Regions from separate parts of the Danio rerio genome. Here region 1 is linked to region 2. Evidence: chromatin contacts called from public Hi-C data. All regions are on one chromosome and are shown on one strand. Each heading gives the region's core, a stretch centred on a gene start, on an enhancer-like site or on the middle of the called end of the contact. The rest is flanking DNA. Distances are from core to core; before and after follow the strand shown. Region 1 holds the start of igdcc3 (immunoglobulin superfamily, DCC subclass, member 3). Region 2 holds the start of eif3jb (eukaryotic translation initiation factor 3, subunit Jb).

Region 1 (4,849 bases), core at 267-2,766, 190 kb after region 2:
ATAATAATAATATTAAGGACATGCTTTATATAATTAAATAATTTTATTGTTGATGAATCACTTTGTGTGTATTTCAAACACATAACCTACAACTCATGGCAATTATTATCTTAATATTAATGAATGACCTTTTCATAAATGTTAACTTTCTGCTTTTTCACACAAGTGATTGTAGCTTTGTTTGGGCCTTAAATGGTCAAAAAATGGACCCTTTGACAGTTGGGAACTTATTTGTACTTTTGTTTACCCTTAAATGATACATGAGTAACACATGGTGCTACTATGGACCATTGCAGGTACAACTTCTCTATTTGAAACCCAAGTGTTCACAAATGGACCCCAACCATACCCTTTTTTTCTGACAGTGTACAAATAAATCCAAACACCATGTTTGTTGTAGTTAAATCGTGGCACTCATAACCTTCGTTTAGTAAAACTGGTCAAACAAAAGCTAAATCCACAAAAAAATATATGTGGTTGGAAAACTTTTATAATAAGAAAACCATTATTCATTATCATAAGGGGTTTTATTAAGTTAATTAAAGCCCTCGTCGAAGATCAAGAGCAATTGCCTGCCTAAATCCTGATAAAAAATGTATTCATATATATTAACAGTCAAACACTCATAAGCAGTATATTCATTAAAAATGTCTAAATAAAACTAAAAACATGGTTATTGTAGTTCAACTATGTAACAACAGTAGCCTAACCATTTTATAATAAAACTGACACATGGCAATTAATCCTTAAAAACACATAATAAAATCCTGGTTAAATTTGCATAAGGCATTTGAGCAAATCAAACGTATGGAACACGTGTATACAATAACATCAGGTTGCTACATATTACTTAAAAATTATGCTTATAATATCATTGCTATTTCCCACATACATTCAAAACACGTGCAAACAACGCTTTTTTATTTATATGAACTTCACAATTTAACATAAAAGCATTTTCAGGGTCTTAAAACTGCCAGAAACCCAAAATGCAGTGTGTCAGCAAGCGCGTGGAAGTCTCCATTCACAAAACCAATCCATGCTTCAGTACCATCTACATGCAGGCAAACACACCCACCCTAGTCTGCAACTACAGCTGTAAACACGACCCCTACAATCGCTTTAGAACCCCGTCCGAAGCAGACCCTAAATAAGATCCAAGTTCACGGTCAACCCTACTGCCCAAGTGACCCAATACAGCGAGTTTAGCGTAGAGAGAGAGCACACACTTACCGACAAAAGCGAGCAGGAGTATTCCGAGAGAGCATGGAGCCTGGCGGCGCCGTCCGGAAGCCATTTAATCACATTGAAAATTAGACGAAATGCAATAAAAGAAGGTGAGGCAAGAGCGAAGACAAGGATGGGGAAGGAAGAAATCAGCTCCTCTTGAAATAAACTACAGCCGGTGGCTTCAACATACTTGCGCCATTTTACACATCTTTCAAGGAATGTGTCAGTAGCAGCAGCATCTCGCGCTCTCAGTCTCTCCTCATCGCGACCAAACCAACCAACCAACCAACACGCGCGCGCTCATCCATCCACCTTTCCGAGCGCAGCCTCTCTCTCTCTCTCTCTCTCTCTCTCTCTCTCTCTCTCTCTCTCTCTCTCTCTCTCTCTCTCTCAGAACAAAAGACGCCTCAAACACAGAGCTGGAAGAGAGGATACCGGGTGGTTATGTGTGCTGGGCATTAAAATAATCTTATATCAAATATTGTTTACAATAATGAAAGCACAGCCGAACAAAGACAGTTAGAAACAAACTAATATAAGCGGAATAATTGGAGGAGGATGATTCAGCTTTTGCTAGAAATAATAGGCTACTGTCATCAACAACAGATTAATTTCTATTATTAATTTCTATGCTTATAATGTTAGTTTATGTTTCTTTACTACTGCACATTTTGATAGAATAAATAGAAGTTAAAATGTCAGACATGAGCCAGCAGTGATAAAAGAGTGCCATCTATTGGAGGTTCAGCATTGAGCCTGACATAAACAAGTGTCTTTCTTCCAAAACAGAAGTCCAAACAGAAGGTAGCCTAATAACTTATGTTATCATCAGATTCCCCAAAGTACTTGTAATTAGATGACTATTTTTTAAATACCATCAGACTACAGAATAAGCCTATATTTTTATTGGCTAGGCTACATTGTTATTTTGTTCAGGAAATATTTGTAAAATGGAAGCAAGTTTTTCACAATTTCCTTTTTTTAACTATTAATTCAAGAAACAAACATACAGAAATCGAACATACAGGTAAATAATAGTAGTAGAAACAATAATGATAATAATTTAACAGAGTAGATTAAATCATAATACATATAAAATAATGTGGGCGACGCGGTGGCGCAGTAGGCAGTGCTGTCACCTCACAGCAAAAAGGTTGTTGGTTCGAGCCTCGGCTGGGTCAGTTGGCATTTCTGTGTGGAGTTTGCATGTTTTCCTCGCGTTAGCTTGGGTTTCCTCCGGGTGCTCCGGTTTCCCCCATAAATCCAAAGACATGCTGTACAGGTGAATTGAATAAACTAAATTGTCCGTGATGTATGTTTGTGAATGAGGGTGTATGGATGTTACCCAGTGATGGGTTGCAGCTGGAAGGGCATCCGCTACATAAAACATATGCTGGACAAGTTGATGGTTCATACTGATGTGGCGACCCCAGATTAAGGGACTAAGCCGAAAAGAAAATGAATGAATAAAATAATGGAATAAGAAAAAAATGAAAAGAGGAAAAATAAACGCAGAGGAAAAAAATTATATCAGTGGCATTTTCAAAATAATGATTGTAATATTTTTAACCAATCTAAGAGTTTTACCAAACACATCAATTCCAATTTTAAAATGTGAAGAAGAAGGATCTGAATTGGTGATTTATTTTTTTTTTGTTGAATAAAATGTGCCAAAAAAAGTTAATGTAGTTCTCTGATATATTAGTTCTACCATCTGATAGTTAGTTTTACTATTTGGTATGATAGTAAAATCTGAACTTGGCATTAGTCACTGACATTACCTTCAGCAGGTATGGTGTGAAAATCGAATGGCAGCTAACGGCTGCTTCTCACTCAGGGCTGTTTATGAGGGAAAGATCTTTACTGATAAGCGAGACTTTCCCCTGTAATGACTAGGCATGAGACGATAACCACTTTTAAGGTTTACCATGGTTTTGAAAAGTCAAGGTTTTAAAACCATTCAAATTCTGCTTTATCATCCCTGAGGTATTTGTACATTTATTGAGTTTTATTTTAGGGCAACATTAGAAAAGGACCCTCCACATCGCAAGCTACTGGTCAGTGCATGATTCAGAAAACATCTGAAAAATAAATCTCTTAAATCAACATCCAGCATGCTGTAGAGCTGAACAGTGCAGTGGCTTACTTTATATCCAAAGAAAAGAAAGGTATCCAAATGCCTTTTCAAGAAATCTGTTTTTTTAAACTAATTAAGACAGCAGAAGTAAATGACTTATTTACATAATTAAGCCTGACATTCAAAAATTTTTAAATGTTAAAAAATATATATACCATGTTTAATGGTGAAAAATATATATTTTTTTGTTTTACCCAGACATTTATAAAGAACATATTTTAGAGTAGTAAGTGCAATATCGTGATATCATAAAACAGAATAATTTTACCCAAGGTTATCATACCGTCAGAATCTTATACCAGCCCATGCCTATAATGACACGTACAAAGGGAAAATACCAATTAAAGTGTTCATGCAGACAGTTTCTATGAAGTGTGATTAATTTATACCATTAGAGGATGGCTATAATCACACAATGTTGCCTTACAACTGTGTTTAAACCTCTTGTAAAAGTGATTTCTGCATATACTAAAGGTCCCCTTTAAAGATCTCTGCAAAGAATGCCCCGTTACATTACTTCACTGCTGGCCTTTAAATAAATTCTCTGGAATCAGTTTGCATAGAAGTATTTCAATGCAACTATGTATTTCATTCACTGCAAAACCCAACAGTCAATATATCAAATGAAATGAGTGTACTTAACTCAAAATTGACTGAAAGTTAATTCTACTCTAAGTGTTTTGAACTCATTGTTGAAGGTAATGAGTTAATTAAATACCTCATTACTTCAACTTAAATTGAGTAAGTTTACAGTACTCATATACATTAGTAACTCAAATGGTTTGTTGCAATCGGTTTCCTCAAACGGTTTGAGTTGTCTTAACTTATTGGGTTTTACAGTACTCAGTTGGTTTGAGTTCTCTTCATTTATTGAGTTTTACTGTGCTCAAATTGCTTCATTTACTCAAATGGATTAAGCTCACAGTACTCATTAGGATTAGTTTTTGAACTTAAATGGTTTGTTGCAATCGGTTTCCTCAAATGGTTTGAGTTAGCTTAACTTTTTGGGTTTTACAGTCAATGGCAAGTTCTCTTGAAAATTACTACTGCAAAATTAAAAACATAACTCATATTTATATAATTGCTTCAAAACAGTGAGACAGTTTTTGTTTATAAGATGTTTATTTACATAATACAAGTTAGCAGATATTTTGCTGCCGCAAAACCTCACAAACAGAGACAGTGAGCGAGGAAGAACATAAACCTCACAATATCAGATATTCCTCCACTGCATCCATCCATCAAACTCTCCACCCTTCACAGCTCACGCATATAATTGAGTACCAACATTTGATCAGATATAATTTCCTTGTATCAATTATTCATAGGGCACATTTGTTCCAGTTAAAAAGATTAGATCCAATCTAACCCAGTCACTTGAAGCTTTCTTATATAATCCGACAACTAAAAGACCGCTGTCACAATATCTACAGATCATAATAGCGCTGTAGAGTATAACATGGAGAGTCAATCTCAAAAACA
Region 2 (4,944 bases), core at 1,907-4,406:
AGCTCCTGGGGATCAGAGATCTTCATTGAAATAGGAGCCATTGCAGGTATACTGCAGCTCAGAGTTTGTAATCAGAGAGTTCAGATTTATAAATATGTTTGGCTTTGAGCAAGGTATTTTATTCAAGAGTGCTTCATCCTGCTTATTACATTGTTACTTCTTAATTACTTGAAAAATGTATTAACTTAAAACTTCAGCATTGAATGCGGTAAACAAACATTTAAAAGGTTATGATACAATCTCATCACTTATTACACAGCTTTTCAATACATACTGTAAAGTGTAAAGTGTATAGGAAGAAGTTCAAGATAGAAAAGCAGTCTTTAACAATGTAAAACACCAACTTCAGTTACCTAGATGAGCCTGTTTTCAGTTTTTACCATTTGTTATCAAGCAACAACAAACCATTCAATGGCACAATTGCGCAACGAGAATAAGGTTTTCCAGAGAGTCACGCAATAACAGAATAGAATTTAATTATTTGTTCGAGTTATTTGAATAAACTGTAAATACTGTTTTATGTCACTGTTTAACATCTGCAAATACATAAATGGATATTTAGGTTATCAACAAAAAAAATAATTTACTTGACACACCTTTAAATAAATTATATTCTGGAGGTTTTAGGGGGTGGTATTATAACAATATAACAATAATTTGTTTAAACATGCATAATAGGCAAGGCAAGGCAAGTTTATTTATATAGCACATTTTATACACAGTGGCAATTCAAAGTGCTTTACATAAACAGGAATAAAAGTGACAAGTGTAAGAAAATAAAAAATAGTAAGGATTATAAAAATAAGAATGAAAAATAGATAAAAATGTGTTAAAATAGGTTATAGCACGATAAAATAGGTAATATAGAAATAGGTAATAACACTAGTTTAAGTAACAATTCATGCTATTGACTACTGGCTTATTACCTGTCTATTATTGAAAGCTAATAGTTTTAGTCTTAATAAATTCTGTATTAGCATCAGTATCAATAAGAACATTGCGTCTTAGTTGCTTTTTAGTTCAAAATCACAATAATTGTTGTTTTTTTTTATCTGTAGCGGGGTTGCCTGATATAGCCATGTCTGCTTTGGTGAAGGAACAAATAGAGGGAATCACCCCACTTGCCATCTCTCTCATCCCAGCGGGCAAATTTGCAGTCAGTGTCTGTTTTTATTTTTCTAGTGTGAAACCCTGAAGTGATATCTGTTAAGTTGGTGCACTTACCAAATAAGCAATGTGCTAAGTCAACTGATCACACTGTATTCATGTATCTTGTTGGTCATTTCTCATACTTAATTTGTGATTTCTTTTCTAAATCTTTTCTTAATCTTCTTTTTTATGTAAAGCATTTTGAATTACCATTGTGTATGAAATGTGCTATATAAATAAACTTGAATTATGCATGCAACTTAGACCACTGGTAAAAACACTCTAATGATGTACTCTATATTTTGGAGTAATTTCAGGATAGTTCTACCTGTGCTTTCTACTTTCTCTCTTCTCAGGTGGTGTTTAACCAGGCACAGATTCGCATGTTCACCTATGAGCAGGCCATTGCTGTAACTGATGCCCAGCGCTCTGCTCTGTCTTCAGTACAGCAGACGGCCCTGTACATGGTGCTCAATCCCTGGGAGGACAAACCTATTGATTTCAGAGGTACATTCACTTCTGTTTTAAAAGAGGGCGGGAGAAAGAGAAGCTCTGCTATTTCACAATATTTAATACAGTATCATCATAAGTTTTGATTGACTGATATTTGGATACGTTTAAGTTATCACTGGGTTGCAATGCTCTTTATTGTGTCTAACAGCTGTTTTTGTGTATGCTTTTAGGCAGGTCTCTGGGAGTCGCAGTTTACCCCTGTCATATTTTCTACCTCTTCAGCATCCTGATAACGTTGCTGTCGCTTCCTCCTGTTATGGGATGAGTTTGAATCTGTCACTTCTGATTCGCTGCTATACTGAACTGAACACTCCTTTCCAAATATGTGCAATATGGTGTAACTTCAATACTGTAAATATGTATTCAGCCTTTTTAAATTGCTGAATTGGGTTTCAGAAATGTTCTGTGAAATTGCATCAGAGATATTTGATAAGTACATTGTAATATTAACAATCACTCATAGAAATATTTCTTTAAGGAATTTCTACAGCATTTTTGGTCATGATAAAGAGCTTTTGTTTATTTTTAGTTTGGAAAATAATGTATCAACATTTATGTCTGTATTTTGGTTTGACTTTTGTGCTTTACATTTATCTTTGTGTCCAGTTTTATTTATAATATTTATTAATTTATGCATGTATTTTTAACTGCTTTAAGAAGAGCCTTCATGCAATGACACATCTAAATTGGTGGTATTAACTTAAAAAGTAAACCCTGATCGTGAAATTTCTTTGTTCTTTCATTTGTAAAGTCATTCTTGTGTTCATTCTCCCTATTTATGTAATTTGAAGTTTAGTGTTCTTGTATTTTTGTGCATCAACTAATACATGTATTATTTAGCAAAGTGTTAGACCCCTAATGAAAATTAACCATGGTTTTATTTTAGTAAAAGTGTTGTTTTGTTGTTTGTTTGTTCTTTAAACTCCATGGTTAAATTACGGTTTGTGTTGCAATGTGTGGTCACTATTGTTTAAATGTAGTCACCGTGCTGTTTTAGTTTTATTCACGGTAAAGCCATATGAAGATTTCAGTTGCAAAGACCTCTAAATGGATCGGATCTGTTCTTCTAAAATGATAATTTATCTCAGTCTCCTATGTTTTTATGCTGTTATTTGACTTTAAAGGCAATATAAATAATCTATTCATACCCATAACTGTGAAATATCTGAAGCTACACAGGTAAAAAATATAAAAGTGCTCATTTTAGAAGTTTTCTGAAGGCTGAACTCATCTGAACTCTTCATATGTTTACCTCCTGTAAGGGCCTGGGGCCTAATAATTTTACAACTTTAACAAAATAGAATTTCACTACAAGAAAAACAATAAGAATGATGATAATTAATAATAATAAACACAATGGCATTGTTATTACTATCTAGTTTTTGACACACACGAGCCTTGTGTATTCGCCACACGGTGTCGCCACACAGCTCCACTTAGTCCTCCGGTATCCCGTCAGCATGAAGGCAGAAGCGCGTAGATCAGAGCAGCTCTGTGCACATGCTTTCTCTCAGCTACTAGTTAAACTAACTCACAGTTAGCCAAGATGGCGGATTCAGACGAATGGGGTAAGGATTGCTATCAATATTTAAAGGTTGAGCGCTTGAAATGGTGTCGGTCGCTGTTAAGCTTCGACATTATTTTGTTTATCCAAAGACGCTGACAACTTCGAGCCAAATGAGCAGATTAAAATTGCCACCGCCGGGCGGCTGGACAGATGGGAAGGCGAGGACGAGGAGGAAGACGTAAAGGTAAGGTGCTAATGGGCAAGTTATCAAAACTTTATTGCTAAACAGGGTATTAGTCATTTTAATTCTGCTTTCTCGAGTCACGTGTGGCTAAAGATAGCATAAGTAACATGGGCGACCCTGGTGTATTTTTAGCCGTTTCGCTAGCCCAGAATAGGCCCGTTTTATTTGGGGATACACCAGCTGTATCCAGTTGCGCCTTCTTGATTTCTAGTAACTTACTTCTCTTGCACTGACAGTTTCTGTCCGTTTACGTCAGCAAACGTGTTGAGCGATCTGTTATGTGACAGTTGATACACTAACAACAATACACTGACAGCTCTTTACAAAATCAAACTAACGTTAATATAGTTAACGTTAATACTGATAACACATCGGTCAGTTAATGTATTAGTGGTTGAAATGTTTAGACTTATTCTAGTTCCGTGGCCAACCACATGAAGCTTCGTTTGCAGTTTAGTTCATTGTAAGATACTGACAATTAATTTACTCCCCTTTGTTACTAATGTTCTAGATACATCAGCTTGTTAAATATACTTGTTAGTAGTGGTACACCGCGTTTACATTCTAGCTAGTGGCAGTTTCCTTTAGTTTTTTTTTTCTCGGCTGATTTTGTGTTTCACTTCCAGTCGCTGTCATGTGGATGTTGCCGTTTGTGCGCCTGGCAGCAGCAGCTGGTTGAGTTCCTGTTGACGTCATGACGCGATTGAGTCATGTTGCGTGTGCTGGTGACGCGCAGATCTAGAATTCTCTCACGTGCCGTCCCTTCTCGAGCTCATATATGTGCACGCGCCTGTGTTATTATTGGACTGTTATTATACCGCGTGTTGCTTTGTTTAAAAGCAGCTCTAGAAAGCGCACGCTGAATAAAACCGCTTACTGGGGGCTCAAGGGTTCAAATGATTTTTTTTTCTGGAGTATCCACTATGATGGAAAACCTGCAATGTTAAGGAAACAATGTTTTTTAATTCATCCTGTAGCCTTAAAACATTATATTTAAAAAGTGAGCTGTTATCAATGTTGTTGTAGGTTTCTGTAAATGTATTTCTATTAATTGCAGAAGAGAAATTGTTTCACCTGTCTTGATGTTTGATGGGGGTCTTTCTTTAATGAATAAATGAGACAATATTTACGGCCAAATTATTTCATCATCTTGCATATGTTTGACGCACTGTGCTTTTCTGTGTGTAGGATAACTGGGATGATGAGGAGGAGGAGGAGAAGGAGGAGGAGAAGAAAGTTGAACAGAAAATAGCTGGTATTGATCTTACAATTTCATATATCTTTAAAAACTGGCCATTAAAAAGATTCACTTTATTTTGCCTTTTTTTTCTAGCCTCAGTGTGTGTAACTGATCACTTCATTTTAAATCACCAGTGATCTCCGAAATTCTTCATTTAATGTTCTAGATTTTTACTTTGCTTTTTTGTAATTATTGTTTGACTTTAACAGCATTTTCTTATGGTTTGATTTTTTACATTTCTAACAGAAGTGAAACCTCCTGAGAAGAAAAAATTAAGTGACAAAATAAAAG

What was found. Hi-C and Micro-C count contacts between places; a contact is called where the count stands out from the background.
Region 1: a contact with region 2 is called in a Hi-C map of an unstated tissue, with 5 times the contacts expected there. The contact joins the promoter of igdcc3 here to the promoter of eif3jb in region 2. A contact is called at or near these places in 1 of 18 Hi-C or Micro-C datasets (an unstated tissue) and 1 of 4 datasets of contacts at active chromatin or transcription factors (embryo).

Annotation. Positions count from the first base shown.
Region 1 is chr7:31,665,531-31,670,379 of GRCz12tu, forward strand. igdcc3 (immunoglobulin superfamily, DCC subclass, member 3) reads right to left here and starts at 1,517. Exons shown (of 14, transcript XM_003198969.7): 1 at 1,234-1,517. The coding sequence starts at 1,297.
Region 2 is chr7:31,471,472-31,476,415 of GRCz12tu, forward strand. eif3jb (eukaryotic translation initiation factor 3, subunit Jb) reads left to right here and starts at 3,157. Exons shown (of 8, transcript NM_213502.1): 1 at 3,157-3,230; 2 at 3,319-3,413; 3 at 4,602-4,668; 4 at 4,900-4,944. The coding sequence starts at 3,209. It overlaps strc1 (stereocilin 1), which reads left to right. Exons shown (of 28, transcript XM_005168943.6): 25 at 1-46; 26 at 1,059-1,156; 27 at 1,506-1,656; 28 at 1,833-2,388. The coding sequence ends at 1,927.